Regions from separate parts of the Sus scrofa genome. Here region 2 is linked to region 1. A link is a contact called in public Hi-C data. All regions are on one chromosome and are shown on one strand. The core of a region is the stretch at or near the end of the contact, and the rest is flanking DNA. Distances in the headings are between cores, read along the strand shown.

Region 1 (2,828 bases), core at 224-2,723:
AACCCCGGGCCAAGCAAGGAGTACTTTTGCATCTGTTAGTTCCTATTTCAGAATCCTCATGCTGCCCCTTTCCAGAAAAGCCTCTTATTTCCCGTGTTCACGAAAGTGGAGACTGAGGCTCAGGGAGATGAAGCAGCTGCCTCAAGGTCATGCAGGGAGTAGGGCAGAGGTGGAACCAGGAGGTGGTTCTTTCAACCCTGAGACCAGGCCAGTCTCTCCCAGCCCCGGAGACGGCCCATCTGCACCCCTCTCAGTGGAAGCCTCATCTGGGCTTTGGCTGAGCTCCTCCGGGGTTCCCTGAGAAAGCCTCAGCTAAAAGGCTCTTCAGGTGAGTTAAAGTCTGCCTCCCTGTCACTTTCTCCCATAGGTCCCCAAAGTCCTAACTCTAACTCCAGGCCAAGAGAGAAAAGGCAGATCTCTGCCCTTGCCCATAGTTGTTCTTTAGCGATGGGGAGATGACCCCACATGGTCCCTGATCCTGTCCCAGGAGTGGTGGGCGTGGGGGACTGGTGTCAGAAGCCTGGTTCTGTGGGCCTTCTCAAGCCAGTGAGGGGCAGGGTGAGGCCCGAATGTGGGTCCTGACTGCTCCACTTGGCTCTGGAAGGGAGGTAGGGGAAGCTAGAGGTGAAAGGTGCAACTGCAGGCCCCAGGTGAGAGGGATGGAGGGGGGACTCCCACCCTGGCCCAGGGAACCGGGACCATCCAGCAACAACAAGGAAGGCACGACAAAGTGGGCTGTGACCTGTGGTGGGGGAAGGGCCCTTGGGCTCTAGAGGGCACACACCACAGGCTCAGGTAGGGGAGCTGCTGATTCACCAGCAGGAATGGCCCTGGTGACAGCTTTCAGAGCTCTTGAAGGAGGAGACAGGACCAGCTTCATCTCGGTGTACAGATGTGGAAACTGAGGCTCCGAGATCTCAGATGTCCCCCCCAGTCAGGGGCAAGGTGAGATCCGAACACAGGTCCTCAGGCTCCCAAGTACAGCGGACGTTTCCGCTCTGCTGTGCCCCCCTCTTCCTCTGGTGACTCTAAAAGGAGGGGTCCAGGCACAGCCGCGAAGGAGCAGGTGGGAAGAAGTCAGCTCGTCAAAGGGTGGGGAGGAAGAGGACAGTCCGACGGGTGGACGTGATCCATCGGTGAGCCCTCATCTTCCCGAGTGCCCGCAGTCCAGGCCAGGCTCAGTCCACCCTCTCTACCACTGCCCCTGCCACCCCCCCCAGCCCCCCAGCCCCCGCTTTGAATAGGAAGAGACCTGATCTGTGCTTGCAGTTCCCACCCAAGATGAGGCTGAACCACTTACGGTTCCTATTTAAAGCCATATCTCCTTCGTCATTTCAGCACCAACCAACAATTAAATCTGATTCAATCAAGCAGTGACAACTAATTTAAACTGGGCCTCACAATCCGCCTGTCCCTGGCTATTTAAAACCCTCTCCTGGCCTCTGGGCAGAGGCCAAGACTGTTTGTCCTGCCAAGAGCAAAGCCCTGCCTGCCTCGCTCCAGATCGGGATCCAGATCCGGACACAGGTAGCATGTAGGGCCGGGCCCTGTGGCCCTGTGTTGGGGCTGTCTGCCCCAGCGCAGGCCTGGGCTGAGTCTCTGGTGGGGTTCAGGGATGGCTTCTGAGAGGGATGGCTCCTGGGAGGGGTTGGGGAAGCCATGGGGAGGGGGCCCACAGAAGCAAAGAAAAGCCAAAGCCCACTTAAGAGGGCCTGTGAGCCCCAAGTGCGCACACACCTCTGGTCTTGTGTTGGTTTAGGTCAGACCCTGAGCAAAGGCGGCCGCCTGGGGAGTGCTGAGAACATTGGATTTGAATCGTGACTTGGCAATCGACTGCCCAGTCCTGTGACCTTGGCTAGGTCTCTTGGGCTTTCTCAGTGTGATCGGTCCCTTCCTCCATGTAATGGGAATTCCTAAAATCTCTCCCCAACCATCTCCCTGGGTTGCTCAGAGATCTCTCACACCTGACATCCAGATAAAAGCACTTGGAAAATAGGAAGTCCCAAGACAGGGAGATGATGAGTAGAGCCAGCTTGGGCTTGTATCCGGTCCAGTGCTGAGAGGGCAGCCTGGCGGATTCTAACACGAGTCATTCAAGGGATGGCCAGCACTCACATGGCTCTGGAGCTGCAAGAGCACACAATGATGACCCCTCCGGGCTGAGGACTCAGTCCAGCCAGGGGGAGTCAAGGAGGCACGAGGCAGTGGGCTTGGGCCGAGCTTTGGAGGCTGGGCAAGACTGGAAAAAGCTAAGAGTGGGAAAGAAGCCACACAGAGCTGGCAAAGAACTTCCACCGCCATTTCCCATCTACCCTTCACGACCACCTCCATTTAAAAAAAAAAAAAAAAAGTTTTTTTGGCTTTTGAGGGCGCACCCTCGCATATGGAGGTTCCCAGGCTAGGGGTCGAATGGGGAGCTACAGCTGCCGGCCTATGCCACAGCCATAGCAACGCAGGATCCAAGCCACGTATGCGACCTACACCACATCTCATGGCAACACTGGATTCTCGTGAAGCAGAAAATTAACTCAGGTAGTCAGTGTAGGAGCATGAACTTCGATGCATTCTTTATATGGCCATTGATGAACATTTGTGGCTTAAGGACTCCTGGAAATAACATCCCCACAGGCCGTGTTTACTGTAGGGAGTGTACCTATGCCCCAGATGGATATTAATCCCTGATCTCCTGTGATTCAGTTTGCGGGAAGAAAAGGGCAAAGAAACTATGAGACAACGGGACATTTCCACTCCTAGGACCCCTACTGGACAGGGACAGATATAGGTAATGAGCAAGGCCAATAAGAGAAAACCACATCTTTCTGGACCCC
Region 2 (2,828 bases), core at 180-2,679, 130 kb before region 1:
GAGACTATGTATGCAGATTGGGACCTCATCTGCATACACTCAGCCATCAAAATGGCTAGACCACCCTGTGTGCAGTAGAATGACCATGTACCTTCTGAGAAGAGGACTAAGGATCAGATCCTGGGACTCTCTTCAAGAGCCAATAGAGAATAAATTTAGAAAGGTTAATTGAAGAGAAAGATCATCTAAAGGTTTATGTACGGTTTCAGGGAAACTGGAGTGAGGAGTGCCTTGGGGAGGAAAAAGATTCAATAAGGATGTAGTCCGTAGAATCTACTGCAAAAGAGATCATGTAAGAACCAAAAAGTGACTCTTGAACTCGATTATATGACGCCACTGGTTGCCTTAAGAGGTGCATTTTCAGTGGATTAGTAAGGAATATAATTTAGCCTATCCTGGAAGCATGAATTGAAATAAAGATGAGAGCTAGATGGTCAAGTTTTTTTTTTTTTGGTTTTTTTTTTTAATTTGGAGGCGTCGGAATACGATCACGGTAATGTCTTAACACAGAAGTGCCTGTTAAGTTTGTGAATGAAGAAGAGGTTTCTATAAGGCCAGATGGCCTGTCCTGGAGGCGTCACAATGCCTCAACTACGCTTTTATCCTTTCAGCCATTTCTAGGGCGGGGGCCCTTCCATATAAAGTACAGGCAAAAAATGGGAGACGAACCCCCTCCATCCTTATATGAGTCACGTTTTTGACAGCCGGGCGTGGGGATGGGAATGCTTGAATTAAACTAAGTGCCCAGGTTCCCGTGGATCTTTGCATTTACTAACGGGAAGGCTCATTCACATTTTCCGAGCCGGCACTCCCGTCCTCCATGCAACATTTTTCTTTTCCTTTTCCCTAACAGAGAGAAACCAGGGACAAAGCTTTCCTCCTTCTTCCACCTCAAGGCTGACCTTCCGCCCCCAAGCCCACTGATGGCCGTTCTCTGACCACGTGACCCTCTTCAGCCCCCGTGACTCGCCGCCGCTGACCCCTCCCCTCAGGCCGCAGACCGCCCCTCAAACCCACGTGACAGCCTCTCTCCCACCTGACTGGCTCCTCTCTTTCCCCGGGCCGGACCGGCCGCCGTCGCAGCTGCCCGACTCCAAAATGGCAGCCGCGCACAGCGCGCACCCGAGCGGCCGGACCTCCCTGACTCCCGGGCCGCCCCCCTCTCGCTCCCTGCCTCCCTACTTCGGCCTTCACCTACACGCCTTCGGATTGGCCACTAAGAATCCCGCCCCTCCAGAGCCCCGCCTGCTATTGGTCACGGTAGGCTGCCCTTCAGAGAGGCGTGCCCCCGCCGCCCCCCGCCCGGGGAGGTATTTTCCATTCTGGTGGGGGCGCGGGGAGGGGGGAGGGGAAAAGGGTGAAGAGGGGGAGGCGGCCGGGGAAAGGGGTGGGGGCCTGGCGGGGGCATCCGGCGGAGCTGGGGTCCCCGGACTCCGTCCGGAGGAAGCAAGACTGCGCTCGCACGGGCAGTCGGAGGGAGCGGGACGGGACGGCAGGCGGGCAGACTCGCCCTCTCGGTGACTGCGCCGTCCGGGCCCGTCCTGCCTGGCCGCAGGTGCCCCTGGATGAGGCCGCTCTGCGCGCCCCGACCGGTAAGTGTCTCCGTGGCCAGCCCGGCCGGTGTGCGCTTCCCGGACCCTCGCGCCTCCGTTAGCGGCCGCCTCTCCGGCCCCGGTGCCCGCGCCCGGCGCAGTCCGCCTCCGGCCGGCGCCTCCACCCCGGGTGGAGGCAGCGCCGGCCCTCTGGCAGGCAAGAGGACGACGGGCGGGGGACCGCAAACCCGGGCCGGGAGCCCGGTGCAGACCCTGCGGCGCATAGTGGGAGCTTGCACTTAGTAGGTTCTCGATGCATTTCGTGGAATTGTTTTTCTGGTTGGAGGAACATAGGTCGCTTAAGGGAAAGGGGGTTGCTCCGAGCTAGTCGGAGGGCGTTCGTGATACGGGTCGCGGTGAATCGAGGGGAGGTCACCGGAGACTGGGGCATTTGCGCGCGCCGCAGGCTAGGGGTTACCGGCCAAGTCATTTGGGGCTCTAAAGCTCCGATCCCGGGGTCCTCAAGGTCGACGAGAAGAGAGGTCCACCGGGAGGTGAGCCAGAGAACTGGGGAGCTTGGATGGGGAAAGTGACTGGAGCACCTCCGGAGTTTAACGGGAGGTGGGAAGGGATGCTCAGGCGGGCACTGAAAGACCCCTCTGCAACTCCTTGGGGCCCTAAGATTCTTTGGTGCTGGGATTTGGACGTTCAAGTAGCCAGAGGGAAGTGACTTGCTGGAGAGGGAGTTGCTTTTAAAGAAGGATGCTCAGAAACAGTTTTAAGTACACATCTTGGCTTGGTTCTGAACTTTGAAAGGCAGGGGGATTGGAGTCGAGATCACATTTTCTTTTGGTATTCCAACAAAAAGGTGGACCTTGGACGTTATCTTTTATTTTAAAATATATGTATGTGTTCGGTGGTGTTTTACCAGTTATTAGTTTTGCTGGAATTTCTCAAACTGCTCCTTGAAATTCTTGTAGCAGCTTCTCCATCTGAGAAGATCCTTTCTTCAGGTTTCTCCATCCATTGCAATGGCTTACTTCCTCCCAACGTAGCATTTTGGCTGGACTGTACTATTACACTTTGCTACTGACTTTTATTCTGCAAGATTAATAGGTAATTCGAATGCTTTCTCTCCTTGCTTTTCATTGTTTCTTTACAAGGTCATGCAAAATTGAACCACAAATTCTATAGTTTAACATATTTTAACTTTTAAGCGTTGAAGTGGGAAGATGTTGGTTAGTTAGCAGCTCTAGAAGGCAATGTGAAGATCAGGTTGAGTGTTCTAACAGTTGG

Evidence for each region. Hi-C and Micro-C count contacts between places; a contact is called where the count stands out from the background.
Region 2: a contact with region 1 is called in a Hi-C map of skeletal muscle, with 3 times the contacts expected there. The contact joins the promoter of SOCS5 here to the enhancer-like site in region 1. A contact is called at or near these places in 5 of 47 Hi-C or Micro-C datasets (fetal heart ventricle, heart right ventricle, liver and 1 more) and 1 of 2 datasets of contacts at active chromatin or transcription factors (skeletal muscle).

Annotation. Positions count from the first base shown.
Region 1 is chr3:93,726,911-93,729,738 of Sscrofa11.1, reverse strand. No RefSeq gene overlaps it. Among named protein-coding and RNA genes, the nearest start is that of MCFD2, 110 kb to the right of the region's middle. Within about 2 kb of position 1,473, at least 16 of the 83 cell types and tissues checked have an H3K27ac peak or open chromatin away from gene starts, as enhancers often do. A contact at or near this core is called in skeletal muscle, where this site is marked.
Region 2 is chr3:93,852,677-93,855,504 of Sscrofa11.1, reverse strand. SOCS5 (suppressor of cytokine signaling 5) reads left to right here and starts at 1,429. Exons shown (of 2, transcript NM_001162890.1): 1 at 1,429-1,592.